4 separate regions of the Anser cygnoides genome follow, and regions 2, 3 and 4 are each linked to region 1. Evidence: chromatin contacts called from public Hi-C data. All regions are on one chromosome and are shown on one strand. The core of a region is the stretch at or near the end of the contact, and the rest is flanking DNA. Distances in the headings are between cores, read along the strand shown.

Region 1 (6,784 bases), core at 3,188-5,687:
TTTCTGAGTTCATCATTTGAAGCATTAACGAATATTGCTTAGCTCTGAGATGGGAGGGCAAGGAGCCACCGCAATGCCTTCCTGGAGCTGGTCTTGCACCAGCTCAGCCTGGCTGTGAGGCCTGCAGGCATCTGCTGAGCTCAGCTCACCTAACCCGGACTTCGGCGTGACAAAGAGGAGGCGTCAGGCCCTGCGCGGCTGCCTCCCAGCGCAGCCAGAGCTGAGGCGTCTGCTTAGAGTCACTGCTCCAGGAGATTACGGTTAAGCCCCTGTTAGCGTGGATTTCAACACTCCGGCTGCTGGATTTGCAAAGATTAACTGCAAAGCACCCTGGTTCTTCCCTTCAGCCGGGGTTTCAGTACCGTAGAGGATAAAATTCCAAAAAGCCACCGAACCTGGACAACCTCACCACTGCCTTAATAACCTTCAACTGTGAACTGATACAAACCACTGAATGTGAGAGGCAAAAAGAAGGTAAACCAGCGTAAAAATAGTCTCCAAGCTGTAGGGAGCTGCTGCACGTATGGTTGTCTTCTAAACCCCACCACAATCTGGAGCCAGGACGTACCTGCACGGTAACGCTGACTGCACGCTCGGGCTCTAACTCCTTACTTCAGATACCAGACCTGACTTTCCTCTTCTGCTTCTGAGAAAAACAGCAACGTAACAGAGACCAGAAACTGAGATTTCTTATCGGCCTGTAGGATCTAGCATCACTGCATACAGGACTGGTTCATAGGGTTTGCTTTTTTGGAGCACATTTCTTCACCATCACTTGAATTTGATGTTTTAGTACCAGGAGCTTTTACTAAATGGGAAGATTTGAACCTGAGGACTGACAGAGCCTGTTTTTTAGGGTAACGTCGCTGGCTGCTAAGTGGATGAAGGGCTGTAAAGCAACAGGACTGAGGCTGACCTCACAGTATTGTGCAGAATCAGGAACAGCACAAAATTAAAACGGAGCAGAGCTACCAAAGTAAGCTACAACAGAGCCCTGGCAAATAACGAGCTGCTGAGCAACGCAACAGAATTTAAACACTTGGTTTCCCTGGGATAATTGGGTGGGGAAAAGCTTAATAGCAGCCAAGCCAGGAAACCAAACTTTCTGGGGCAGAGAGCAGTATTTCTAACAGAAGTACCGTTTTGTCCTGCAGCAGTAAAACAAAACCAGGCTAGCATTTAACATGCAAAGCAGCGCCTGGCATTCAAAACACCTTCAAGCAATTTGCTTTAATGCAGATACCTTGCAGCACTTTGAAATCTCTTTATTTGAGAAGGAACCAGGGGCACGGTAAATTTGTTGAATAGCAGGTGACAACGTTAGCGAGTCAGCCTGATCCTAGGTACGTGATCAGATGTAGGTATGTAACCTCAGCTCTGTAATTTGTGCCTGCTTCTGACTTAAAGCTATTGCACAGCCACAATTCTACTCCAACAGCTGACGACTGGAGCTTTTACACCTTATTCGTTAATTAAGGAGTCAGACTTGCTAACTATGTGGGAAAAAAATAATAAAGGATGCTTGGCACAACAGACCAAAACAAAGCAGGAAGGCTACGCCGGCTGCCAGCTGAGAATGGCGAAACCAACAACGACTATTTCAGTTTACTTTCATACAGGCAAACTTGTAAATAAGGTAAACACTTGTTAATCACGGAACTACAAATTGAGGTGTTGCTATTCAAATGCCAGTATTTAGGTATATATTAACCATTCCAGATACAGACCAAACTAAAACTCACTTTTTAGTATCCTCGCCTTTTACTTTGTAAAACTAACAATCATGAACCGTACTCCTGTTTCTCCTGTGGCTTTGAGAGGACCACTCAGCCAGATCTTAAAGGCCGAGGATTTTAAAGTAGTGACCCCTTCACCTCTTACTCCCTAGGACCAGAAATACGGCTCTCCAGCACTGCTTTGGCACAGGAGGTGGGCTGGCCGCTGTTAGACAAGTGAGTGCATCCTGGTACGACATACCTTGGTGATCAAAACAAGCAGAAAGGTTACGTTAGAAAGGCCCGTAGCCCAAACTTGGCTTTATTATATCTTTACTCCCTACTACTTGTTTTTCAGTTTTACCACGTTCTTAGTATCCAGTGGACCTATACAGTGGATCCCCTTGCATGCACTGTAATAATCACTTCCCTACAGACAAAACAGCACTCGTGCTTTGGGTGTCCAGTTTTCCTCTATATTATTTAGTATTTCTCACCATGAGATTACGGAGCCTTCCTCTGAGACCTGGCTGCTGGAATCAGGAGACCCCCGCAGGCCCCAGCGCTCAGGCCAAAACAGTTTCCAGGAACCTGCTGCCATGTGTTTGCAGCACGCTTTCTTACACATTAACCGAAGGAGGTCACCCTTCTCTCTGAAGGGTGGGTGACCTCCAGTTACTTCACATCCATTACGAAGAAACAGGATTTTCATAGCTACCACGGTGCAGTTGAGTAAGAGCCTACCAGAGAACTAGCACTTGCGATTACAGAGAAAAACCATGAAGCAAGCATCCCCTAACCACTCCAAAACACAAAAGCAAATGCATAGAAATTCATTAAAAACAAGCATTATGCATTGAATAAAGACACTTTCTATCTTCAGTTACCTCATTTCTTGGGACCTGATGGTTTTGCCACACTCGAGTATTGCATTGCCAAACTTCGTTTAAGCCTGTGCAATTCAAACTTAGCCAGCAATTGTCACAGAATCACTGGATTGTCACAGGATTGTATCAAGCTTTCAATATCCCTGCACTCTGCAGGGCACTTCACCGTGCCTCCTTCTGGTTCCTTACTCAGATTTATATCTGCTCTTCAGTTATTAAAGGATTTGAGGGGTAGTTTTCTCATTTCTTTAATGAACCTTTGAGGTCTTTTTCCCCCTCTTTTTTTTAAAATAGGATACTGAAATCTATGATTTTGCAGCACTTCTGACCTGCCAGTCCTCCTCATATTTTCCAGGGTGGCTGGGGAGGGGGGAGTTTATTTCATGGCTCCCTCCAGCACTCCAGAAAGCCCGCACCACTGTCTCTATTCTGCTACAACAAGGGCATAAAGAACCCTGCAAGCAGATGAAGCAGATGACTGGCAGAGCTGTCATATCACTTAATTTTTGCTTGAAGAAGTCTAACATTTTGTCTCAGGCCACGGCCGTTTCCTTGCTTTATAAATTAACGATTCAGAACGAAAAGCTTTTAAAGTAAAACTTCCCACTTCGTATAGCAGTGTCGTGCCTCTTAACCCACTTATTCACCCACCTGCTTTCTCCTCCCGTTTCCTCTTGCCTTTCCAGAACATTTCTCTTTCTTCAGAGCCAATTCTGCCCTAGCGCTTGGAAGCAACTTGGACAAAACGCCGCAGGCCAAATGCCCGCTGGTGAGCGGACCCCTGGGCGCTGCACGGCCACAAGCACAGGGCTCGAGCCCCTCCTGAGGGGTCCCCAGCTCAGCCACAGCCTTCGGCGCCTTGCTCGCTGTGGGGCTGAGGCGAGGTGCAGGAGGGGAGCTCCTCAGGCCCTGGCGGGCCACCATGTCCCACGACACCCGCACCAACCGGGGCTGAAGCCCCACGTCCCCCAGCCTGCTCGGTCACTGGGACCCAAGGTGCTGTCAGCGCACATTTCAGCCCCAACTCTCCTCAGAGCTGATAAATAAACCAGCGCCGGCCGCTTTTCTGCCAGGGAAGGCTGCATCGACCGTGTGTGCTGGTGCTGTCAGGGGGCGCGGGCTGACGGCTGGGCACCCACCCCGGGGCACAGAAGGCACATTTCTGCACGGCTCCAAAAGGCACTCATCCACTTCCTTATTCCGTCAGAAAGCAGCGAGCTCAAATTTTTGCCCCCAGGTGGCCTAGCCGCGCTTTTGCCCCCTTAGCTTTTACAGACACCGAGGCGCCCGATTTCTGCCGGCGCAGCAGGCTCCCCCCCAGCGCCTGACGCTGCCCCCCGGCATCCTCAGCTCCGCTTTTCTGGAGGAGGCCGGATGGCAGAGGAAGCCTCCCTCCTCCTCCTCCTCCTCGTCCCTCCCGGGCTCGGCCCCGAGCCGCACGTACCCCGTTGGCGGCGGCGATGCGGACGATGAGCCGGATGGCGTCCCGCATGTAGTAGCGGCCGTCCCCCCCCACCACCAGCGTGGCCTCCTGGCGCTCGGCCGGCGGCAGGGTGGCCAGCACGCTCTGGATGAAGTTCTCGGCGTAGTGGGCATTGCTCTGGAAGACGGAGACCCGCTTGCGGAGCCCGCTGGTGCCGGGCTTCTGGTCGCCGTACGCCTTGGTCTTCACCGTCACGATGCGCACCATGGCCGGCAGCCGCTGGCAGTTCCGGGCCGGCCGCGGGGGGAGCGGGCTGGGCTCGGCACGGCTCGGCTCGGCACGGCCCCGCTCCACGCCCCTTAAAGGCGCAGCCGGGCTGGGCTGGTACTCTTCGGCCCCTTTCGGCTTCCTTCAGCACGGGTCAGGCCCGCGCAGCCCGGCCCGCCGCTCTGAGGCCGCCCCCGGGGGTGGTGAGGGAGGCCCGGGCGGCCAGGCCGCCGCCTCCTGTCACGGCTCCGCGGTGTCACGGCTCCGCGGTGTCACGGCTCTCGCCACTTTTTGCCTCCCCTTGCCTCCCCCCCGAGGAGGGCAGCCGGTAGCTGAGTCCTTGTGATCGGCCTCAGGTGGTGGCCAGAAGGGTTTTATGGTGCCTGGGATTGGAGCAAAGGGGAGAACACCCAGCGGATACGGCTGAGGTCTCGCTTCTGATCTCCTGGGCAAGAAGGGTGGAAACTGCCTCGGAGCAGAGAACTTGCCTATGTTCCCCCTCAAAAAGCCAGATAATGAAATTTCTTAACAGCGAGATCAGGACAGCAACGCGGTTCCATGCCCTGCTGCTGTGTCATGTTTCACTACACCTTAACTGCAGCGAAATCAAGTCCTTCCACACGCAGTGAGCTCTCAGCCAAGAACGTCTCTCAGTTTTAAGCATTCCTGTCCTGAAACGCAGGAGGAACAGCAGATCGATTCCTGCTGCGTCTACTGAGACTGATGTCATAAACAGAAGAAGGGCAAAATACGGCAGAGCTCATTTTTTACCGTGCCTCATAATTTCCCTGTTCCTTCTCCGAGATGCAACTGGGAACTTGTGATGTAGCCACACGTTGCCTGAGGCAGCATTTACAGAGCTCTGTGTTGTTGGCTGGAAGTTACCAAAAATATGTGGAGTCTCTTAACACTTCTTCCAGACAGTTCTGGAAATGAAATGATATCTGCTGTACTTGCTAGGGGGGGGAAAGAAGAAGAAGAAAAAAAAAAGAACGATCACCAGTAGACCTCCTTGAGCACCAGTTGCTGGAGCGCATAAATCACAGCCAGCCTCTAGCAGCACTCTCATTTTGTAACTGACATTTACTTTCCCAGTGTACGATTACAGCAGAGGAACACCAGAGTACAGGAGTTGCTGGCAGATAAATATAGCTTTTCAGGACTTCTTGCTGCCCTTGCAGATGAGGTCACATACATTTAATGGCTATTTTAAACTCAAGCACTTTTTAAGCATCCAGTGACCAGGGTCATCATTTTTTACATTAACAGACATTTAAAGGAACTAGAAAAACATAACAGCCTGGATATTTTTAGTACCTCGAAGTTGTTTCTCATTTCTATTGCAGCCTATATTAGTGGACTTTAGCCTCCTTGCTTCAGTTACCTTTGAAATAATTAATTGCAGTTAACAGTCAGGAGCACAAAATAAAATTGCCTTCCTCAATGAATGTTATTTCCTTATCACATGTGAAAAGCCAGACTTTATTTTATATGAAAGAATATAAAAACAGTTGGTAATCATTTAGAAAAAAAGTAAGGTAAGTATTATTAAGTTACAAAAATAAAAGAAAATAATATCAAAAAAAAGAAAAAAATCAAATCCTTTACCAGGTGATTAAAGAACCCCACCCCTTTATATTTCTCACATAAAAATCACAGGAGTGTTGAATCAGGAATCCATCAGACCAATTTAACGAAAGTTTTTTCTTAGTGAAGCAGTTCCGGCATGTGATGGAACTACCTTACGTATTACAGAAAATAAGGGCATACTTAGGGAAACTAGCCCTTATAAAGCACAATTATGTTGCAACTGTCAGCTATATTACTGAACAGTACTTACTTTTATTGTCTCTCAACGTTTTCATGCCAATGTATTTCATTAGGCAGTATGTGAATATTCTACTCTGTCAAAGGATTTTACATACTTACGGTTATTCCATCCCTATGCTATTGCTATTCATGTTTCTTAAAAGCCATTAGCAAAAGTGGGATTCCAGAAATAAATAAGTACTTATGTGATTCACTGGCTTTAACAAATGAAACTCTGAGAAGCAGCCAGCTTTGGAGAAGGACAAGACTAGAAATGGTCCAGCAGAAGCTGCCAAAAAAAAAATAAATCGTGGCTTAGTTTGAACACTGCCAAGAAACAGCTCTCTAACTAGAATGTTTAACGTAAAAGGGAATGTACACAATTGTAAAGCCATTCTTCCTGCTCGTTCAGCGGCATCACATGCTGAGAAACCTGCATACAAGAGAGAAAACATAGGTGAAACTGATGTTTATTGAAGAATTGTGTGTATGATACCTAAAATATTATGTAAGCAAAATTAAGTGTTTCAGAACTTATATCACAAACATTAAATGACACACATTCAGCATCTCTAATGAGATCTTAGTATTTAATTTAATTGCATGACAGCAAAAAATCCACAAGGGATGCTGAGCCTACAATTTGTACTGAATGAAGCAGAAATTAAAATTAATAAAACACC
Region 2 (6,569 bases), core at 630-3,129, 350 kb after region 1:
CTCCTCTGCACTCCCAAAATATGAAACAGGGATGGCTGACCGGAATGAATGGTGGGACATTAACTCCTTCAGCGTTATGAGAGGCAACAGATTCAGAAAAGAGAGATGCGATGGTTACTGTACCTTGTCCTCCAGCTCCATGATTTGGTTGTGCTGTTTGTCGAGCTGTGCGTGCTGGTCCTCCACGATTTTGAGAAGCTGCTTGATATGGTTGTCCTGCCGCTCCACAAAAGCCTGAGGACAGAGAGGGAGGGAGGGGGGTTGTGGTTAGGGGCAGCAAAAGGCCTTCACAGGGGCACTTCCTCAGTAACTCATCACAGGGGCAGTGCTGAGAGGCACAAACCATTTAACATTGCCTTTTCCACAGGACTTTCTGCTTTTCCTCTAAAGGTGCAAAGTTCTTTGCCTTTGAAATGAACACCCAGCCTTTTTTGATCCTTTTTTGAGGCAAACTACTGGCAACTTCATAGACTTCTATTGTTATTTTCCTTCCATTTTCATGTGCAATTACATTCTGTGAAGCTGGTTCTTGATTCAAACTAAATATATGGCACTGACAAAAAAAGGAATGATGCCCCGTGTTTAGGGTATTAGCTTGGGATTTGGAAGATCAGGATTCAGCTTTCTGCTCTGACATGAATAGCCAGTGTTTTCTCCCATGCTTTTACAGAACACAGTTAATTCTTCCTTTTCCATAGGAAACCTTGTACCCACCTACATATTTCCAGGTATTTGCATTAAGTCTATTAACACCTACACAATTCTTTGGTCCTGGATGGTCCCTACAGGCACTACAAATATCCATCAGTTTAAACTTCCTGCTTCTGTGCTGAGCAGACAATTCCTAGTGCATTGATTTGTAGTGAGCTGATGACATAAGAAGCTCTGGACTTGGTAATCAGATAATTTTCCTGATTTTTTTTCCTCATTATAATTACGGATTTTTTTTAAAAACATATTTGCAAAAACTGAAAAAGATACAGAGCCTTATCACTTCACCATTTTCTCACTGATTTCACTGGGGAATTATACTGTAAAATAAACCACTTGTCAAATTACAACACTGATTCTTATATGGTTATTGCAGTGATTTATTTCTCAAAATACACAATAGAACTCCAGTGAGGGTGCAGGGAAAAGATGAGCTTCTATTGTATAACTACCAATGATAGCATTACGATTTATTTTGGCTTTGTGTGTCAGGGGTTCTTACAAATTTACTTACTTTGAGTGAAGAAATTTCATTTGTCTCTTGCACTGTAGGCTGGGTAATGGCCAACTTAGTGACTTTGTCCTCCAGTCCCCACACCTTCTCTTGCAGCTGGATTTTGTTTTGTATGAGGTCTTCAATCTTCAGATTCATCTCCTGCGAGAGATTCTTTATCTCTTCGTTGTTGATTTGCAGTCTGGCAGTAGTTTGTCGGAGTAGTTCTTCTTCTTCTTTGATTTCACTGGTTTGCAGTGAGAGCTCATAAAAGGACTTATCAAAAATGTAAAGTTTTTGAAAAATGTCGTTCATCTGCCCCTTTGTCTTATGCACAAAGTCTTTAAGACCGTGCCCAAGCTGGAGGAGTCCATTGGCTAAGATTCGTACATCATCTAGCATGGCAAATCTTGATTTTGTCTCAGGAGATGCAGCTGAATCAAGGGCAGAAAAGTCCTTCTCAGCTCTAGCTGAGAGAGCGAGTGGGGCAATGAATAGAAAGATAAGAATGATTTTCATGATTTCTGCTCCTGTTACGCTTTGGTTGTTCAGGATGCAGAGACTTTTCCTAATAGTTTTCACTGTGTGGCTGTTCTGGGTTGAAGAATTTAATCTATATATACTCCTCTTCATTTTAGAAGAGGCAGACCGGCGAGTTGATCATTAAACTGTGTGTATTTGAACGAATGTAACCCCTCTCGAATCTAGGTTGATACCTGGGAAACCTGAGAGCCGGGCACGTTGCTGATTAAGCTGCCTCTGAACTTTTCCATCTGCCAGACATGCTGCTATAAAATGTTAATGATGATGTATGACGTGTTTTTGACACAAGGCTTTTTTAATAGATTAATTGTGGGTCATAATCTTGACAAGGCCTAAACTGCTTCTTGTTTGTGTTGTCTGATTCCTTTTATTCCCTTAGGACTATAAAAGGGTTTACGCTGCTCAAGAGCGCTGGATGCTGCTGTTCAGGTTATGCAGCTCTTTGATAAGCTATGGAAGGGCACAATATTCCCAGATGATTCACACAATCTGATTCTCATTTTGTGCCGTGTTCTGATGTAACTCATCGCACCGCAGTGGATTTGCTTGTCAGCTACTTCAGATTAAGTGAGAAAGTGGGAATTAGGTCCAGAGATTGTCTGGATGTGATTCTACTGTCTTAAGGTTTGTGCAGTAATTTACACCATATAAAGCTTATTTTTTAAGAGCTGCTTTCCAGAGGTGGGTGAGATAAATAATACCCTGCTTACATTTCTCACCTTACGATTTCCCTTGCTGTTTAAGATTCACACTGAATAAAACAAGTCTACGGGTACTCTGAAATAAATGTCCAGTTCTGCACTGGGTCTCTGCACGGAAGCATGTATATTTTTCAAGGAGTAGTGCAGTATGAGTGAAAGGTATTTTTCTTTCTGGAATCTCTCATAGCAATCCAAAAATAAGTCCAGGCTTAATATAGTCTGTACTTTGCAGGATTTTCAGGTTTTTGATAGACTCTTCTAGCAATTCCTCATCTGGACTTTTTTTGTTGTTGTTCATGTACATGCATGTGTACAATACAAGGCATCAATAGAAACATTATTTTCAAAATTGTTATCTCATACGACGAATTTCTTGTGTGATGAAGGGTTGATAATATGCAGGTAACCTGCCCCTTCCCCCTTAATAATTAAATAACATGAGTGTATTTTAGATCTCTGATTAATTGGTGAATATTTTGTACCAGCATGATTTGGCTCACTGTACTGTCTGAGCAGCCTTTGCTTCGTTTGAACTGCAGTGTGGTGTTAAGCAGCTCTTCAGATATTTCAGCTGGACAATCCTTTTGCCTAGAAATCCTTTCTGAACTGGAAAGAGACCTGAGATACATACAGACCAGCGCAGAGATAACCTCACGGCCCTCCTAGTTCTGTCCAGTTCCGTACAGCTTGCATTAAGGCAGCCTGGAGGCGTGCACTTGTGAAGTGCAGAAAGAGGGGTTCTGGCCAACTCAGTGCCCGGCTGGTTCTCTGCTGGTGCCCTTTGCGAAGCAGGAGCTGAGCCCCCCTGCGTGACGCTGGGCTGCATCTGCTCGCTGCTGGCAGGTGTAGCTTGTGGTAGGGAGCAGCTACGTGCTTAATTGCTCATTTGAGAGTGGAAGGCTGTAGGCAACAAGGAATCTGGTTATGGGCTGTCATTAAAGAAACTCGTCAAATCTGTGTTTACCCGGTGCTGATAAAAATCTGTTAGAAAAATTGCTAAAACAATTAGGGTTATTCATTGGGTGGTGATCAGTCTGAAAGGTTTGCATCGAGTCATCATTCTTGCAGCGTTTTCTCATTTGTTAACAGCAATGGAAATACATGAAGAGATGTTTAAATGAGTTAAAAAAAAAAAAAAAAAAACAAAAACACACGTGCAGAATCTGGTTTGCTCGCATATTGTGCCTATGTGGGAAGTTCTTGGGGATCTTAACAGTTTACCTCTGAAACGCTTGATAGTTTTTGCTTTGAATGGTAGACTGAGATAATGTTTTACCTGATAGCCCTACTTAAACAATTCTAGTGTTTAAAAAGTAGATAAAACGTGCTTTCAATGTAGTGGTATTTTCTGTAGGGAAAGTCCTCAGACTGTCACTTGTGTAGATGAAGTTTAGGTAAAGTTATTATCTGGGCCTGACACTGCTCTGTAATAGGGAACAAAGTCCAGCCTTTGGCATCTGACACAGGGAGTTGGGGCTGTAAAACTTGAAGAACTGGCTGCAAAAGTTAGAAAAAAAAAAATAAAAAAACTTTATGCAATCCACTTGAAAATACTTGGGGTGGCTTTGGTTTTATGCGGTTTCAAAGAATTTGTGTTCTGTTGCTTTAGCTGTTTATTGTTGTCACACAAAGTGTTTTTGTGTGTACAAAACGGGGACCTTGCTTGTCCCCGAGCGCTGCTCAGACGTGGCACTGCCCCGTGGGAAGGTTTGCTTTGCGAAGGGGAAAGGCAGTCTAAATGCTCTGATGTCAAGTGTTAAAAATTCATGACTGGCTGCTAAGCACATGCAGCTGTAGATGTTTCCGTATTAATGCCAGTGCCAATAAAATCAGGCAGTGCTAAGTGCTCTTGAAAATGCCACCGTCCAGGTCTTGCATGTCACAACAGTCACACAGCCCACAAGCAAAGCAGGACTCAGGAAGACAGGGGAAAGAAGACCCTCTGGTATGATGAAACCATAAGACTTGGGAGCTGTGGAAACTGTAAGGGGGAATCCTGTCCCTGACAGCTGTTAGCCCAGCCAAGAAAAGATGTATTTAATAAACATGGTCCTAAAGATCTTTGATGCACCTGGGTGACCCTCTTTAAGTGGGCTTTAAATGATTTTTATTGTAGGAATAAAGCAAAGAAAAAGGTCTCTGGGATTTACTGAGAAGGAGAATTTTAATAATGGGTAGACATCCCCTTTATGAGTTAGGATCAGCTCTTAATGTTTTAATACATTTATGAAGAAATTTGGAAGATGGCTACAATCACATTATATAAATATTTAGGAGAGTGCCTGGTGCCGTTATTTCCAAGGCTTGGGAAGCCTTTGCACTTCAGCCATTCATTTTCCGGAGGTAAAAGTACTTCCGAGATCTGTTTGAGACAATATAAGCTTTGCATACATTTTGCATGGCATTGTAATAAAGGCTCCAGACACAATTCCTTGGGTTTAAAGCTTCTGGCTGAAACTTTTATTGGTAGGAATCTGTGAATACATCAGGAGGTAGCTGTTACTTGGAAGCACAAGGATTAGCGGTCCTTTTATTTTGTCAGTCTATGCCTGGCCTGTTTGTTGGTGCTGCAGTGTTATTTTTGTGGTAGATCCTTCCCCTCACTGTTTTCAGAGGATGGTGTTACACCTCTTGTGTCCTGCAGATGCTACTGAGCTTTGATATTTGTGCATACAAGTAGTGAGATGAGGATTTACAGTGTAATGACTCAAAAGAAAGAGGGTAACAAGGTGAAACTGATTAGGCAGCATCTCAGAGTGGCTGTCAGATGGGGGGATCTTTTTCCCCTCCCTGTATGTAACTGCTCAACAAAAGCGTGGTACCTCCACCGGGAACCTCTCTGGAGAGGAGCAAGCACCCACCTCCCCCACTGCCTTACAGTGGGATCTGAGCATTTGAATTCCTCTGGGCAACACGAGCTTCTTCCTAATCATGTAGTGCATGATAATCGTCCTCTGAGCCTTCGGGGCCTTGAGAGGCAGCGGAGGGAGGAACAGCCTCTGTGTTTCCTCCAGTGTTTGTTGTTACGAGTGCATCAGAGGCCCTGGCTGACATGTCACGTCAGCTCTAACGTCTGCTTGTAGCTCTCTCATTCTCTTCCAAGGTCGTAGCATTTCTCTCATCGAGCTGTTGAAATGACTCCTTTTCTCCCAGGCCAGAGCAGAAGAGCTGGTAGGAGAACAGCAGGCTTGGCTTAGGTTCCTCTCTGCTATCCAGCGTAAATCAATCCCCAGCACAAGACCGCCTTTGATATAGGGTTCCTGTAGCCAGGCTTCCCAAATACATTAAATCCTTCTCTTAAGCACTAATAATACTTAATAAAAGTTTTATGAGCAATGTACATTTTAGAGTAAATTTTCATATCCATTTTCATTTTAAAAAGAACATCAAGGAGCAAATGTATTCATGCCAGAACAAAGTAATTTAGTAGAGCCACAAAAACGGCACAGGCCCCCTCTGAAACAGTAAGAGAGCATCGATTAGGCAAAGCGACCAACGGGGCTGGGATTCAAGAACTTAATTCAGCATGAAGGACTTGAAAGGGAATAAATTTCCCATGTGCCGGCTAAGCATATTCCTCTGCCTGGAGGGGTGAAGAAGTCTGGCTCCATAACACGGCCCCATGTAGCCTGACGGAGCTCTGCATCCATGCTGCCCTTGAGGAGGTTCCTTCTCAGGCCCTTCGAGCTGGCCTTAGGCCCAGCTTTAGGTGGTGGCGGCAGAGAGGGGGGCACCCAGGGGTATCAGGGAGCAAATGGAGTTGAGAATGTCAGAACCAAGTCCTTGGATGGGATTAATTTGCCAAAACCCTGACATCTCAGCTGGCAATTTTGGTTGATCCCCGTCTTTCACCGAGTGGGTACTGGGGTGTGGAATTGGAGACACCATCTCCTCTGAGGCATTGCAGAGATTGCCTTTCTGTTAAAATACAAGAATACAGACGTCCATTTAGTTCAGTCCATTGTCACAGGAGAGGTGTAACCTGAATTTATCATGATGAAAGGAAATTAAAAAAACAAGAAGGTCACAACAAAGAAGGTATTCAGCAGAAACCAGCCACTCTCCTGAGATGTTTTCTCTCCACTTGAACTTGCTAAGTAGTGTAATCACTTGAAAATTTT
Region 3 (6,583 bases), core at 2,250-4,749, 420 kb after region 1:
CTGCAATTTGTTCTTTTGATACTTTGGATTTTTTCTTTGCGTTGCCACCTTCGGCATCACTTTTTCTTTTCCCATTTCCTTTGAGCAACTTATCTTCGGCCACCTCTCCCACAGGGCCACTTGGCTCACTGTCCTCCTCCTCGGCAGAGTTGCCGGTTCCATTGCTCTCGATATTTTCGTCAAGTTTTTCCTCCGGTTTAGCTGTAGGCTCTTCCAAAGGCAGTTTGTTCAATTCTTCCTTCTTCAGTAGCTGACACGTTTCTTGGATGTTACCTAGGATACACTGCAGAACCTCCTGGGCATCGTGCTGCAAGTAGCCTTCATACATAGGGTTGAGCTCTCTATTAAAGGCAAAAGTAAACGAGCAAAGTAACGATGAGCAGATTACTAGCTAGCTAACATGACCAGATACTTAAATTAGAGAAGTTCTGCTATAAAAGCAGGGGAGGATCCCCTCCAGGCCTAGAGAGAAGTCGTCTCTCACAGATTCCCATGGGAAGGTAGTCACAGCCTTACGCCGAAGAGCACTTAAACACACGTTCAGCTGCAACCTCACAGCGGTACTCTCCAGGACAACAACAATACTTACATACTTCAGGCTAACCACTGCTTTAAATCCACTGTGGGGCTGAAATTATGTTCTGACAAAATCTAAATTTATTTCCAAACTTACGATACCATCTAGGTAGCGATAAACACAAACCTCCCCTTTGAAATGTAGGAAACCTGCCTTCCTACGATCGCGTAATGATGCCCCAAATTTAAGATCATCTACCCCCCAAGTCTGTACCGTACAATCGCAGCCACCTCCAAACTTGAGGTGAAAATTCTGACAGTGTTTTAGATAACCTGTACCTCAGGGTATTGAGTAGCCTTCGTGGCTGAGTAGCAAGCTCATCGGTGTATTTCTCCGGATTTAAGAGAAAGCTGGCTTGAAGCTGCTCAATGGAAAGAATCAGGGAGTGCAGACTGCAGATCAGCTCGTAACTTGCCAGGGGATCTTCTTTACAATTTCCCTGCAGTAACAATATAAAAGGAGTAAAACACTTGCAGGTTTGTCTGTAACAAGCAGTTACACTTTTTTTCCTTCTCCCACTTAAGTTTTCTAACAGACGTGACAGATTTTCTGTCCAGTACGGGAAAGAGGCAAGTTTATGTCAATATACTGCTCTTCTGCCAGCAGAAAAGAAACACGAAAGCCAGACTATACATTATGAAAACCCAGACCGTCCCTGCCCAAACTCCGATTTCCATCCGTTCAAAATACTGCACCATCATTATCTTCATTTCAGAAACGGGGCATGATAACTCTGCTAGTTTCTGAGAGCTTAAGGCTCGCGCTTACAAGTTTACAGACACTCTGAGCACTGCCAAGTTCGAACACAAGTTCAAAACTTCTCACACTTATTTTTTACCTGAAATAGCACTACAGAAAACAATACTTCAAAACTTATTACAAACAGAAGGAAACAGCTCTATTTTCAGTACCGTCCTGGCACGTAGCCTCACCTGCGCAAAGGCAAGTAAAGGAACACGTAGGGAGATACGTTACCTTTTCTGCTTTTTGCTCTCCTTCTTCTTTCAAAGATTCTTTCTTCTTTGAAATGATATTATATAAATGCTTTACTCCAGTTTTAAAACCAGGACAAAAATATAACACCTAAAAGCAACAGTTTAAAACAAAATAATAATTGGTAAGCTAAGTTATTTGACATCACACGTCCACACTTACAATCCAACTAGCTTTGCACCTCCCGAGGCTGCTGCACAGCACGCGAAGATTTCGGATTATTCAGGGCAGGGACATGGCTGGAGTATGTAAACTGACAAATTAATCATCAAGACAATCCGTGGTGCACACGCTTCCTGCACTATCATCCTTTTCCTGCACTATCATCCTTTTTTCCCCACTGTAACTAGATTCCCTGTATACAACACCCAGACATCTCCTATACAATGTCAAACTAAAAATCTCATCTATTTGTGCTTAACCAAAACAAAAGGATCTTTTTTGAGGCCCCGAAACGCGATCTTACCTGAAGGATGCTGTTCAGGTAACAAGTGTTACCAAGATTATTCAGGCCCACAAAAGGCAACATGTTGTCTTTCTTCTCACAGCTGACAAGCAACGGAGGCTGTGCTGCAGGAACAACCTGGTCACTATAAAACAGTGAAAACAGAATTAATGACTAACGAGCACAGATGAAAACGGTGTCAAGGCATTTCTGAGAATCTCTACATGGCTACTCCAGGCACTCAAAGAGAGGCCAACTCCACCGTAACCCTTCTTTCTAGCAACCTACTCAAAAAGAGGCAGGTTTACGAGAGGCGTGTGTCTGCCATTACTCCCAACACCCACCTCTCAAGAAGCGGAGTGATTTAAGGCACCAGTAAAGCTCTCTTTACAATACTTTTGTGTGTTCTTTGTTCATTCTTAGTGCAGCTCCAAGAAAAACGCTATGTGTGCAGCACATATTTTCTATTACTGTCCCTTGCTCCAGATTCATATCACTTCATTGCTGGGAGCATAACAAGCAAATAAATATAGAAGGGGGGAAAAAAATAACAAAAAACCTGGCGCATTACACACAGCGCTGATGCACTGTACTGATACACCAGACAGAACCACGTCTCAAAGCCTCCAACACGTTTATCGCAATGAGGCAATTTTCCTTCTCCCATTTCACTTCCTCACTAGCTGCAGGGAGACGAGCTGCCGAGTTCACCCAGGGCTCAAACACCCAACAATAACGCACGGCAGTGAGCGGTGGACTCGGTGCTTTTACTCCCAGCATAAGGGACCTTCCATATCCAATGTTTTTTCTGCAGGATTCATTTTGTAAAAGCGACAATTTTAAAGTTTCGATACTTCAGCAGAAGGGGAATCGCTTTCTATCGAGCTGAGCTGAGGGAAACTTTGTCTGAACCTCCCGAGGCAGCCGCCGGCAGCCCGGCCGTGCCGCCGCCCCCCCGCCCCCCGGCTCCCCACGCACACGTCGGCTCCCCGCGGCTCGGGGCTGCTCCCGCCGCCGTCCTGCGGCTCGGCGAAGTCCAGCGCCCGCTTGGCCTCCTTCTTCTGGAACAGCTTCAGCGACAGCCGGCTCCGCTTCGACGGGCTGCCCCGCAACGCCGCTCCGCTCTCGCTGGGGAGCACCCCGGGCATCTTCCCGGCCGGGAAACGCCACCTGCGGCGGGCACACACGGGGCGGCGTCGGACCGGCACCGGCACCCTGGGAGCGGCCCCGGCCCCTCAGCCCCGTCCCTCACGGCCCCGGCCCCACCGCCCCCACCGCCCCCGTGGCCCGCCCCGGCCCCTCAGCCCGGTCCCGGCGCTCACCGCTACATGGCGGCCCTGCGCGTCCCGTCACGGCCCGGCCCGGCCCGTCACGGCCCCGCCGCCCCCGCCCGCCGGGGGCCGTCGCTATGGAGACCGCGGGCCCCGGCCGCGCCGCCCGCCCCGCCACGGGAAACTTGGCGCGTTTGCCTTGCCGCCAGGACCCCCGCCCGCCGCGCTCCTCGCGCCCAGCCGCCGCGGGCTGCCCTGATCAAACGCCCGACACGGAGCCGAAGGCGAGGCTCGCTGGCACCGCGGGGGCATGGTGGCCGTCGGGCTTCACCCGCTCGCTGGGCGGGGGAGGCAAAGCAATGCCTCAGCGAGCGCTCTGCCGGCGGTACCGGCGCCGAACCGCTGTCTCCGCCGTCAGGCAGTGCGGCGGGCAGCCCGCGGGGTCCTGCCTGAGCGCGCGCGGGCGCTGGCAACGGCCTAGGCAAAGGCCCGGGACTCGCGCCGGGGGAAGGGGGGGGGGGGGGGGGCGGCTGGGCCGAACCATTCCGCAAGGACACCCCCGCCCCCCCCCTCCGGAGGCGGAGGTGGATTGATCCAAAGGAAGCCCCGCCCCTCCCCGCCTCAGCCAATCACAGCGGGAGGCGCCGTGAGGCGGCCGCCGGCCCGCAGCGCCCCCGCGCGGCTGGTTGGGGGGGGGGGGCGGCAGCTGCCTGCTGTGAGGAAAAGCTCGGCTGCCTCAGCGGCGGGGAGCGAGCGTTCGGACTTCTTAATAAAAATAATTAAACTGATTTCCAACCCAGCGCCAGTCGTACACGAAACGAACATCTGCACAACACAGAACCGCCCTGTTTATTCAGTAATTCGTCCGTGGCTCCACATGCTGAGAATCACAAGCTCTCGCCTGCACATCCATTGCTGCTCGCATACTTCACAAATTTGGGGGGCTCTGAGAACTGGTCCATATTTACTCCTTATAAGGTCCATTTTTCACAGTTATTCTCTCGTGGGACTTAGTGTGAGATGGGAGAAATATGGCAATGTCACCACAGTAAATATTTCTTATGAAGCATAAATTGGCTATATTAGGTCTGTACACTACAATGCTATGTAATTGAATATTGCTCCAAAATGTCAGAAATCTTTTAAAGGTTCACCTTTTATCTGAGAACTAAGGAGTTCTGTGTGGCACGCAAAGCTTTTAGGCACTGGTGTTACCAGTTGCGTTACGAGAAAAGCCTGGTAAGCCAGGACACTTGTTCATTTAGATCACATCTGTGACTCACAGGAAAACTTTGGTAAAAAAATTCCACCTTACTCACTAAGATATTTTACCCGTTTAGCTTCATAACCGACTTTCAGCCATGCCCAGGCATTGGCCTTAGCTCCACACCATTTTCTGAAAGCTGTTAGTGCTGACCCCGTCCTCGCCACGTGCCTGTGTTTTACTCCCATCCCTTCAGGCAGCTCCCCAGTTGCTCATGTTTATGTCTTTGGGTTTCCTGCACAGCAATGTATAACTTTGCAATTTGCTGTGTCAGATGTGTAAGTGATAGAACAAAATTAGAAGCCTGGCTCTTAGACTAAAGAGTGTTTTTTATAGCCGTTTAATTTTGAAAAGTTCTTGGCGATCTTTTTGGATTTTTTTACCTCGCTATATGAATTAATTATTACTGTAGATCAGTTTCCTTAAATATATATTTGGATTATGGCAGAAGCGATAGATACTCTGACAGTCATGCACACACTTGCTACACGTATTTGGCTATCACTTACAGGGCAAAATACACTCATATGCCTGCATACGGACAGGCCCATCACCCGAGGAACCAAGGTTCAGAGTCTCAAGGTACATATTGAGCTAAAATCTTATTAACCTGTCTAGTGGGACATACAAAGCCTCAAAGCTGGCTGGATAGCAAGCTCCCAGTGGAAGTTAAATGGATTTCGCATTTGTCCGAGTGCCTCAGGGGTCTGGGGTCTGCTGCCCTGCACTGCACCCGTGGGCAGATCCTGTATGGGTTCTGTTGACTGCACCAGCTAATAGACACCCAGCTCTGAAGAGGTTCTCTTGTACGAGACAAGAAGTGTTAGGAAGTCTTGTCCAGGGGGGTGGTGCCCAAAAGCCACGTTACTGCTTGGTTCCTTAATAACGTGTTTCATTAAATCTGCTTCATGCTACCCGTTTGAGTGGCCAGCAGAGCAGCGCCTTCAACAAGAGCTGGGAGCTGTTGGGCAATTAGGACCGTGGTAGTAACAGGGCTATGTGACTGGGACGGGGTGAAATCTGTCAGCGTTTGGACCTTGAATCAATCCTGAGCTGGAGTAAACTCCAAGGGCAGGAGTCCGGTCGTTCCAGGCAGCCTTGGATTTGATATGGCAGCGCTCCTCGCACATCTCTGTCAAATGGCACGACTGAGGCGGTTTATTACTTATTTGTATTGCATTTCAATAAAAGTCTACCCTGTCAAGTGCGTGGTTTGCTATCTGCTTTAACAAACACGATACAAGACCATTTACATCCAAAGATTTTACAATCTGACAGCCTGATCCACATGTACCAGTGTTTAGGTGAGTTTTAGGTACACTTGTGAATACAAATAGCATCAGTGACTTCAGAAGGCTTAGCTTTGGGCTTAAAGGTAGGCTTGTGAACGTTTACATGGTTTTCATTTCAGGTGCAGTAACTGAGTGAAACAGGGAAGGGAGACATTAGCAGAAAGTATTTTTTTGCAGAGACTGGAAGTGTCTACAGTTTTGCTCATGGTAATTCTGGGCTTTTGTTTTATGTATTACATTTTATTTGGCTGATGAAGTTGTCAATTCGGTTTTAATGGACATAACGGTTATCTTAATCAAGTGCATCTGTCACACAGCCAGTATTATCTGCTGAGTACAAGCAATAAGGTACCTCTCCAGATATTTAGTCAGCACACCTTTAGAACAACTTTACCAATCATTTATTTCCCAGTGCATGCTCTGTTTTCAAACATTCCCATTCAGGGATGCTTCTGTGTCATGCTTTGATGAGTCTGAGGTGCAGCCTGGTACATCTCGGTGTCAGGTCTGCTCCTGAATGTGTTGGACTTTTTTAGTGGTAATTCCACCCCATCATTTATAAACCTTCTCCTGCCCTAAATAATTTCTCTCCCTTAACATGCTTACAAACTGCTAATTCCCCATCATCATTATTTTGACCAAACCAAACATAATTTTTAATCTTTACTTGTAAGTTAGTTCTGGTTTCTAAAGTCAATATAATTAAAAAAGATAATTCATCCAGAATATCTCTAAGTTTCC
Region 4 (6,812 bases), core at 300-2,799, 480 kb before region 1:
TTGGGATTTTCCAAATTTCGAGCCTCTCCCCAGAGGAAATATTACCGTGCTTTTTTTTTTTTTATTTATGGAAGGAAATCTGGGTATTTTTAAACGAGCGTGCAACGCCCCACAGAGCACACAGCTCTGAAAGTTTATCCTCCCCCCCTCCTTTTTTTTTTTTTCTCTCCCTTTCTTGTCACACCTCTAAAAAGGCAAAGCGCGCCTTGTTCCTATGGGCTGTTTTGTGTCGTTTTATGGCTCCTCTGAGTCAGTTTCCTCCCCGGGCAGGTCTCTCGCACACCCGCCACGAGCAGCGGCGCTGGCATCGCCCAGCCACGGCTGGGGGCAGCCCCGCGCCGCCCGGCTGCTGGCTCCCAAAACTTTGCGGGATCCGTTACCGGCTGGGACGGCCCCCAGCGAAGCACAGCACAGACTGTCAGCTCTCCGAAGGGCTTCGGATGTGAAACACGGGGTGGGCTGGCAGCACCGCAGCCCCCGGCCTCCCTGATCCTGTAGGGGAGCTTAATAAGGACTCGGGGGTCACAGGGGCGCCCCGTGCCACCCCAGTGGCCTCACCATAGGGGCTGGCACGGCACGGCACGCAGTCGGGACACCCCACAACCCACAGCAAGCTTCCCCGAGGGCTTTCCCCGTGAACACGCGCATGTTCTCAGCGCGTCCCTCGCACGGCGGGTGTCGCGGCAGGCGCTGGGACCCAAGCTGGGCGATTTAACCCCACTCCTACAAAACCCTGGCGGACGGTGAAGCTGACACGGGAGGGCCGTGACCCCGGGCGCCGAGGCCGGCCGTCGGTGCGCGAACACCCAGGGTTTTTTTGGCCGGGCTTCTCCCCAGCCGTGCCCACCCGGGGGGCTGGGACGAAGGCTCCCCGCTGCGCCCCAGCCCGCTTTTCCCCGGCCAGCTCGGCACAGCCAAGATGGAGGGAGAAGCCTAATAACGAAATCCAGCCTCAAACCCGGAGAGGGACGCGCACCGGCGGCCGAGCGGGGGGACACGCGGGGCCGCCCCGTCCCCGTGGGGCCGGCAGCGAGGCGAGGACCCCCCACGGAGGTTTCCCCCCGGGGCTCGCCCCGTCCGTGCCCGTGCCCATCCCCGTCCCCATCCCATCCCATCCCCGTCCCGTCGGGGCACCCCGGGCACTCACCGCCGCCGCGGCGGAGGCTCTCCCGCAGGAACTGCCCGCTGGAGAGGTGCTGCAGCCCGAAGCTGCGGGCGATCCTCTCGCACACCGTCCCCTTGCCCGAGCCGGGGGGGCCCAGCACCACGGCCCGCAGCACCTTGGAGGCCATGGCCGGCCCGGGGGGGGTCCCTCGGGGGGCACCGCCGCAGCACACCCCCCCGCCCCCCGCCTCACGCAGCCCGCGGGGGGGGACCCAGAGCTAAGAGGGGGGCACTGAGGGGGGTCCCCGCCGCCTCGCCGCCCCCGACGGGACCCCGCATGCCGGGGAGCCCCGCAAAATGGCGTGCTGGGGGGGGGCGGGGGGGGGGAGCCGAGGCGAGCCGTGCCGAGCCGCTCACCCGCCGCCCGTACACATCAGCACGGAGCGGGGAAGGGGGGGGGGGGGGGGTGTGTACGGCCGCCCCCTCGGGCCGCCCCCTTCGGGCCGGGCACCCTGGGACTTGTAGTCCCGCCGCCGCCCGACGGGGCCCCCGCGGCTCGGCTGGGCTGGGCTGGGCTGGGCTCGGCGCCGCCTCACGGAGCCCCGGCGGCACGGGGAGCCCCCCCCGATCCCCTCGTGTCCCCCCCCCTCCCTCACACACCCCCGGGGGGCAGCACCGCGGGGGGCGCCCCCTCGGTGAGGGGGGGGGGGGGGCGGTGAGGGGGCACCCTGCGCGCCCACGCGTGAACGCCGTGCGCGTGCCCGCTGCGCGCGTGCCCGACGCGCGCCGCCCCCCCCCCCCCTCCCCCAGGAAGCGGCGGGCGCATCACATGGCCGCGCGGCGCTGCCATAAACACGCCAAGATGGCGGCCCTCACGCCGCCCGCCCGCCCGTGCTGCGTCACGGCGCCCCCCCCGGCCCCGCCGCCAGCCCGCAGGTGGGTCCGGCCCGGCCCGGCCCTGAGCGGGGCGCGGGGGGCGCCCGGCGGGGACCCTCGTCCCCCTCCCGGGCTCCCGGCTCCGACAGCGCGGCCGGGCGCGGTGCTTCCTTCCCCCCCCCCCCCCCCTCATTGCGCACTGCTATTTTGTGGGAGGGGGAGAGCGGCTGGGGGGCTGCGGGGGGCCGGGAGGGTTCCGGGGGGGAGGCTTCGTGCGCGGCCGTGCCTCAGGAGGGAAGGGGGCGAGGCGCTGGGGGCCGCCGGGTTACCGAGAGCCCCCCCCCCCCCCGGGTCGCTGCCGAGCGCGCTCGGTGCTGGTACCCGGCCCGGGTGGGGAGGGGGCCGCGCTGAGGGAACGTGCCCGCAAAACAACGCGAAAACACGCCGAGTAACCGGCCCCCGGGGGCTGGAGGGGGAGCCGGAGCTTCAGGAGCAGCCAGGCCGAGCTGGGAGGCTTTCCGAAACGAGGGGCGGCAGCCTGCGCTGACGATCGGATATTCTTAAATAACCCCCGTGGAAATAACGCGGCGCCCTGGCCGTGGCGCGAGTCCGCGTGCTGGGTGCCGGGCTAGCTGAATGTTTTTTGTTTGCAAAGGCAGGGAGGGTTCTCGAGACGGTAACAAGGAGCCAAGTTCTGCGTTTTCGCACACCTGTTTGCACCGAGCCCGCCCCGCGTGCGTGGTCCGGCTGGAGCAGCGCGAGACTCGGCGCGTGAGGAGGCACAGCAGGTTTGTGGGGGACAGGAGCGGGGTCCTCTGGGGGAGAACGGCCCCAGCCCCGAGCACGTTGGAATAGGTGTGAGACAAACCGTCGGGGTGCCGGGGAGTTGGGTGGGACCGCTCACCTTTGCGGTCACGGATCTTCTTGAAGCAGCCTACCAGTAACCGCCGGAGCAAGGGTAAAATCGTCAGGCTCAGATGAAGACACACCTGAACTGCCAAGTAGCGGCTCTCCTCTAACCGCCTCGGCCTCCGAAATGTGGGATTCCCAATTCCGCTCCTCTTCCGTTCTGTTGAAACGGGTAGATTGTTTTTTTTTTTTTTTCTGCTGGAACAATGTGGTGTGAAAACGCTTCAGAGTGGCAGCAAATGGTTCGTTTGTCAGGCACGTCCCTTCCTTTCCAAAAGTCACAGCTGTACGTACAGATTTTCTCCAGCATTTTTTACAAAGTTCTTTGGTGTTTTTTTTTCTTCCAGCAGCAGATGATGTAATTAATTACAATTGGTGGCAAATCTGCAAGTTTTAGGGTATACGTTTAAGTCATCTGTGTCATCATCTGACGTCAGCATTGCATAATCTGTTGACTGTCCCCTTTTTATGTAATGTATGTTTGCAGTTTGTTTTAAAATGTACAAATATTTTTTTCCACTGCGTGCTTCTCCTCAGATATTTCTTGCTTGTCTCACCATTGCCCTCTTCCGTTAAAAACTTGTAAAACACCATTTTGGTAGCTGGATCCGTCTGAGCGTTACGCCTTTCTCTTTTAAAAACAACCTACTTAACATCTCCAGACATGCTCTTCCCCAGGTAAGTTATTTAGAGCAGTAAACCATGTCTGGAGTTTTTGCTTCCTGCTGTTAGAAGTACCAGAGCAGCTTGTACTGAGGAAGTCCATCAGCATCATAAATTAACTTTTTATAATAACACGTTAACTTTTTCTGTGTAAAAAAAAAATGTTATTTTTTAAACTTAATTATTTCAGAGGTCAACGTGATTCCCTTAACCAGAGGTGTGTGCGTGTAGTAGTGGTTCCGTGATCTTCTCAGCAATACCTGTTTAAAAAAAACAGAAAAAGTGGGGTGCAAAATACTGGTTGATATAAGTGTGACTTGCGGTATAAGTTTTGATTTCACAATTGTGTGTTTGGATCCTGTGACCTAAAAGTTCCAGTTGCGTACTTCAGCCCGCGGAGCCTTGAGGCACCCCTTCTGCCTCTTCCAGCTGCAGTCCCTCGTGAGCACAGCTGGCTGCTCGGCGTCCGGCGCTGCTCCCGTCGGGAGCCCCCTCGGTAGGCACAGGAGTGGGCGCCCGCGATCCCGGCTCTCGCGGCGCATGTGACAAACCCTGATGAAGCCCAGCTGAACGCGTTCGCGGCGCTGTAAAATTCCACCGCCTGCCAGAGTGCTCCGCTGCCTGGGCGAGCGCCTGGCGCGCTCGGTGCAGTATGCAGCGCGGTCGCGGTGTGGTGCTGCCCTCTACTCGTGCTGGTCGTGATCCCAGCCTTCGGCTGTCGCGCGCGCGGTGCAGCTCCGCCGACTTAACCTGGCTCGCGGCCACGTCTGCCTGCTGACTGTCTGGTTCATGACATTCGGTTCTTGAGTAGCGTAAACCAAGCGCTGCTCTCTAGCTCCGGTGAGTTTAACGGGGAGAAGGGGTGTCCTCATTTTCTCCAGCGTTAACTGTAGAGGGGTAAGTTAACCTTTCTCCATTACATGCAGCATTGGCGAATTGGATTTTGAAGGCTGTTTTGGTCACCACGGTCATTAAGATAGCACTAATTATCTGAATAATTTTTTGAGCTGGAGCCCAACATGCAAAGCCACTTCAGTTAAATACTCCCGAGCCTCTCACCTGGCAGCTGGGCACCCGTTGAGGGCAGTTTGGGGCTCGGAGGCGTGCAAGGGATGAGAAGACAGAGGAAGCACCTGGCAGTGCGTGGAGAGGCCGCGATGACTGACAGGCTGCCCTGGCTCAGTTATCACAGTGCTGATGCTGTCTCTTGTAAAGGTACAGTACTGTGATAACTGAAGGATGGCAGCCATCTGAGCTTCACGGGGCCCGCGCCCACCGCGCCCCATCCCTTTGATTCCAGGAGCTGACGGACAGACGTACACACAACGTCCTGCTCAAGTGTCCTTGTTCTAAACACACCTTGTCATGTAAAAGTCACGGGTTAAGAAAACTTAAGATTGACTCGAATAAAAATTGTGCTTTACTGGGAGTTTGCCTCTTAGTTGTCTGTTTGACATTCCAGAAATGCCGTGCTTGAGAAGCTTCAATAAGGGTCCCAAAAGTGGGGTCCTGCGCGGCTGGGGGAGTATTTGGGAGAAGAGGTAAAGCAGTGTGGGTCAATGGGTGGTACCAGAAAAATGGGAACGACTCTGCAGCTATACAGTATTTTTGTAGATACGTTTACATATTTCTTGTTAAAGACAGCATGATTTTAGCCGGCTAGTGTCCCCACTTGCTCTGTTACGTGGGAGTGGGCAGAGGGGCAGGGCCCATCTCACATCTTCCAGCAGCCCAGGGCGATGCGGCCGCTTGCAGCGGGCACGGCAGGGAGGCAGTGCAGCCACGGTGGGGCGTCTGGTGCTCGCTTGGGGCTGGAGCTTCTCCGCCTTGGCCAACAAGACTGCAACTTCCTTGGGTAACTTCTGTCGCAGTTCCAAGAAAATACCTAGAAAAGGTTTTTGGGGCCCCCGCTTTTGGCGAAGCTCGAGTCCGTCGTCGTCGTGTGGGTGGCAAACCAGCAGTGCTGGGCGGCCGAGGTGTGTGCGTGTACCGGGGTCGTGAGTGGTGGGCAGCGAGCAGCCCTGTGGGGTCTGGTGTGAGCCCAGCAGGGACCTGCTGGTGTGTTGGCATGTGCCCGTCCCCAGTGTCCCCCCAACCTGCTGGTGTGTGCCTGTCCCCAGTGTCCCCCCGGGGGAACGTCCAGTCCTCAGCCTGCAGAGGCTGGAGGCAGAAACCTGCGGAGGTCACGATTTATTCTTGATACTGACACTACCTGTGGTTGTTAACCCTGCAGCACTTAGAAGGCTCTTAATTCTGGACGGGGTGATTAATAACCGTCCGGGCCCTGCCCTGTGCTGCCCTGCACCGCTGCCGCTCGTGGAAGAGGATTAGCTCGGCCAGCGGCTGCTCCAACGTGGCAATTACACGCTTTGTGCTATTTCTCTGATCTTCTTCGCTGGAAGGTGTTTGCCCGAGCGTGCTGCTGGCTGCGTCTGCGAGCCCTGCCAGGGTCGGGGCTGTGCTGCTGCGATGGAACGTTTTGCCAGCGTGCGTCATTTACGCGGGGGAAATTATTACTGGTGGTGTGATAGCGGCTCAAGTCTGCGTCTGGAGGAGGGCTCTGTTGTACTAGAAACCGTGCAGATGATAAAAAAGACATCCTGCTAACAAGAGTTAAAGTTCTAGATAGATTAAAATCTAAGCAGTCAACCCTCGACTTCCTTTCTGCCTCTTTCCGAAGCTCGAAGGGACCCCTTGACCGGGGCAGGAGGAGCACCCGGAGGCAGAGGGGGTCACCTGGCAGCGGGCAGCAGCCACGGCTGTCCCTGGTCCTACGGCAGCGAGACGCCTGCGCTGCCCCTTCCCGGCCGTGCCCTGCTCGGGGTTTGCTGGCAGCCTGCACGCGAAGTCCCACGAGGGGAGATGAGAGGGGCTGTGGGAGCGTTCGTGGGCTTGCAGGCGGGCACGGGCAGGTCTCTCTTCCCCATGGGGAGCAGCGTAACTGCCGGGAGGAAGATGCAAGTTTCGCTGTGGAGCGGGTGCACGGAATAAGGCTCCTTACCTGCCTAGCCTTGAGTCAGATTTCAGGGCGGATAAGCAAGCCAGGCTGCTCAGTGAGACGCGGTAACTGCCACGCCGAGCACTGGTGAAAGCCAGAGCGAAGCTGCCAGCTGAAGTGACAGTGCCGCTGGGCTCCTGGTTGTGATTCTCATTTCCTGTTAAAACAAGCACAGCTTCGAGCCCTGGCATGGGACAGGAACTGAAAACGCTGTCTGTGCCTCAGAACGGCACCTCTCTGATCAGATTTAACGGGAGCCTTT

The links. A called contact is a pair of places that touch in the nucleus more often than the background predicts.
Region 2: a Hi-C map of liver shows a contact between it and region 1, with 8 times the contacts expected there. The contact joins the promoter of ANGPTL3 here to the promoter of PGM1 in region 1. A contact is called at or near these places in 2 of 7 Hi-C or Micro-C datasets (both in liver).
Region 3: a Hi-C map of liver shows a contact between it and region 1, with 5 times the contacts expected there. The contact joins the promoter of USP1 here to the promoter of PGM1 in region 1. A contact is called at or near these places in 2 of 7 Hi-C or Micro-C datasets (both in liver).
Region 4: a Hi-C map of liver shows a contact between it and region 1, with 6 times the contacts expected there. The contact joins the promoter of AK4 here to the promoter of PGM1 in region 1. A contact is called at or near these places in 2 of 7 Hi-C or Micro-C datasets (both in liver).

Annotation. Positions count from the first base shown.
Region 1 is chr8:31,241,795-31,248,578 of Taihu_goose_T2T_genome, reverse strand. It overlaps PGM1 (phosphoglucomutase 1), which reads right to left and starts at 4,437. Exons shown (of 11, transcript XM_013176136.3): 1 at 4,047-4,437. The coding sequence starts at 4,292. EFCAB7 (EF-hand calcium binding domain 7) reads right to left here. Exons shown (of 14, transcript XM_013176195.3): 14 at 4,600-6,534. The coding sequence ends at 6,460.
Region 2 is chr8:30,885,134-30,891,702 of Taihu_goose_T2T_genome, reverse strand. ANGPTL3 (angiopoietin like 3) reads right to left here and starts at 1,879. Exons shown (of 7, transcript XM_013176202.3): 1 at 1,226-1,879; 2 at 124-234. The coding sequence starts at 1,837. The region is part of intron 14 of DOCK7 (dedicator of cytokinesis 7); the gene reads left to right.
Region 3 is chr8:30,821,790-30,828,372 of Taihu_goose_T2T_genome, reverse strand. It overlaps USP1 (ubiquitin specific peptidase 1), which reads right to left and starts at 3,499. Exons shown (of 8, transcript XM_067001729.1): 1 at 3,338-3,499; 2 at 2,994-3,185; 3 at 2,037-2,160; 4 at 856-1,016; 5 at 1-341. The coding sequence starts at 3,163.
Region 4 is chr8:31,716,921-31,723,732 of Taihu_goose_T2T_genome, reverse strand. AK4 (adenylate kinase 4) reads right to left here and starts at 1,549. Exons shown (of 5, transcript XM_048061898.2): 1 at 1,148-1,549. The coding sequence starts at 1,292. It overlaps LOC136791337 (a long non-coding RNA gene), which reads left to right and starts at 1,581. Exons shown (of 2, transcript XR_010833106.1): 1 at 1,581-2,040; 2 at 2,636-4,981.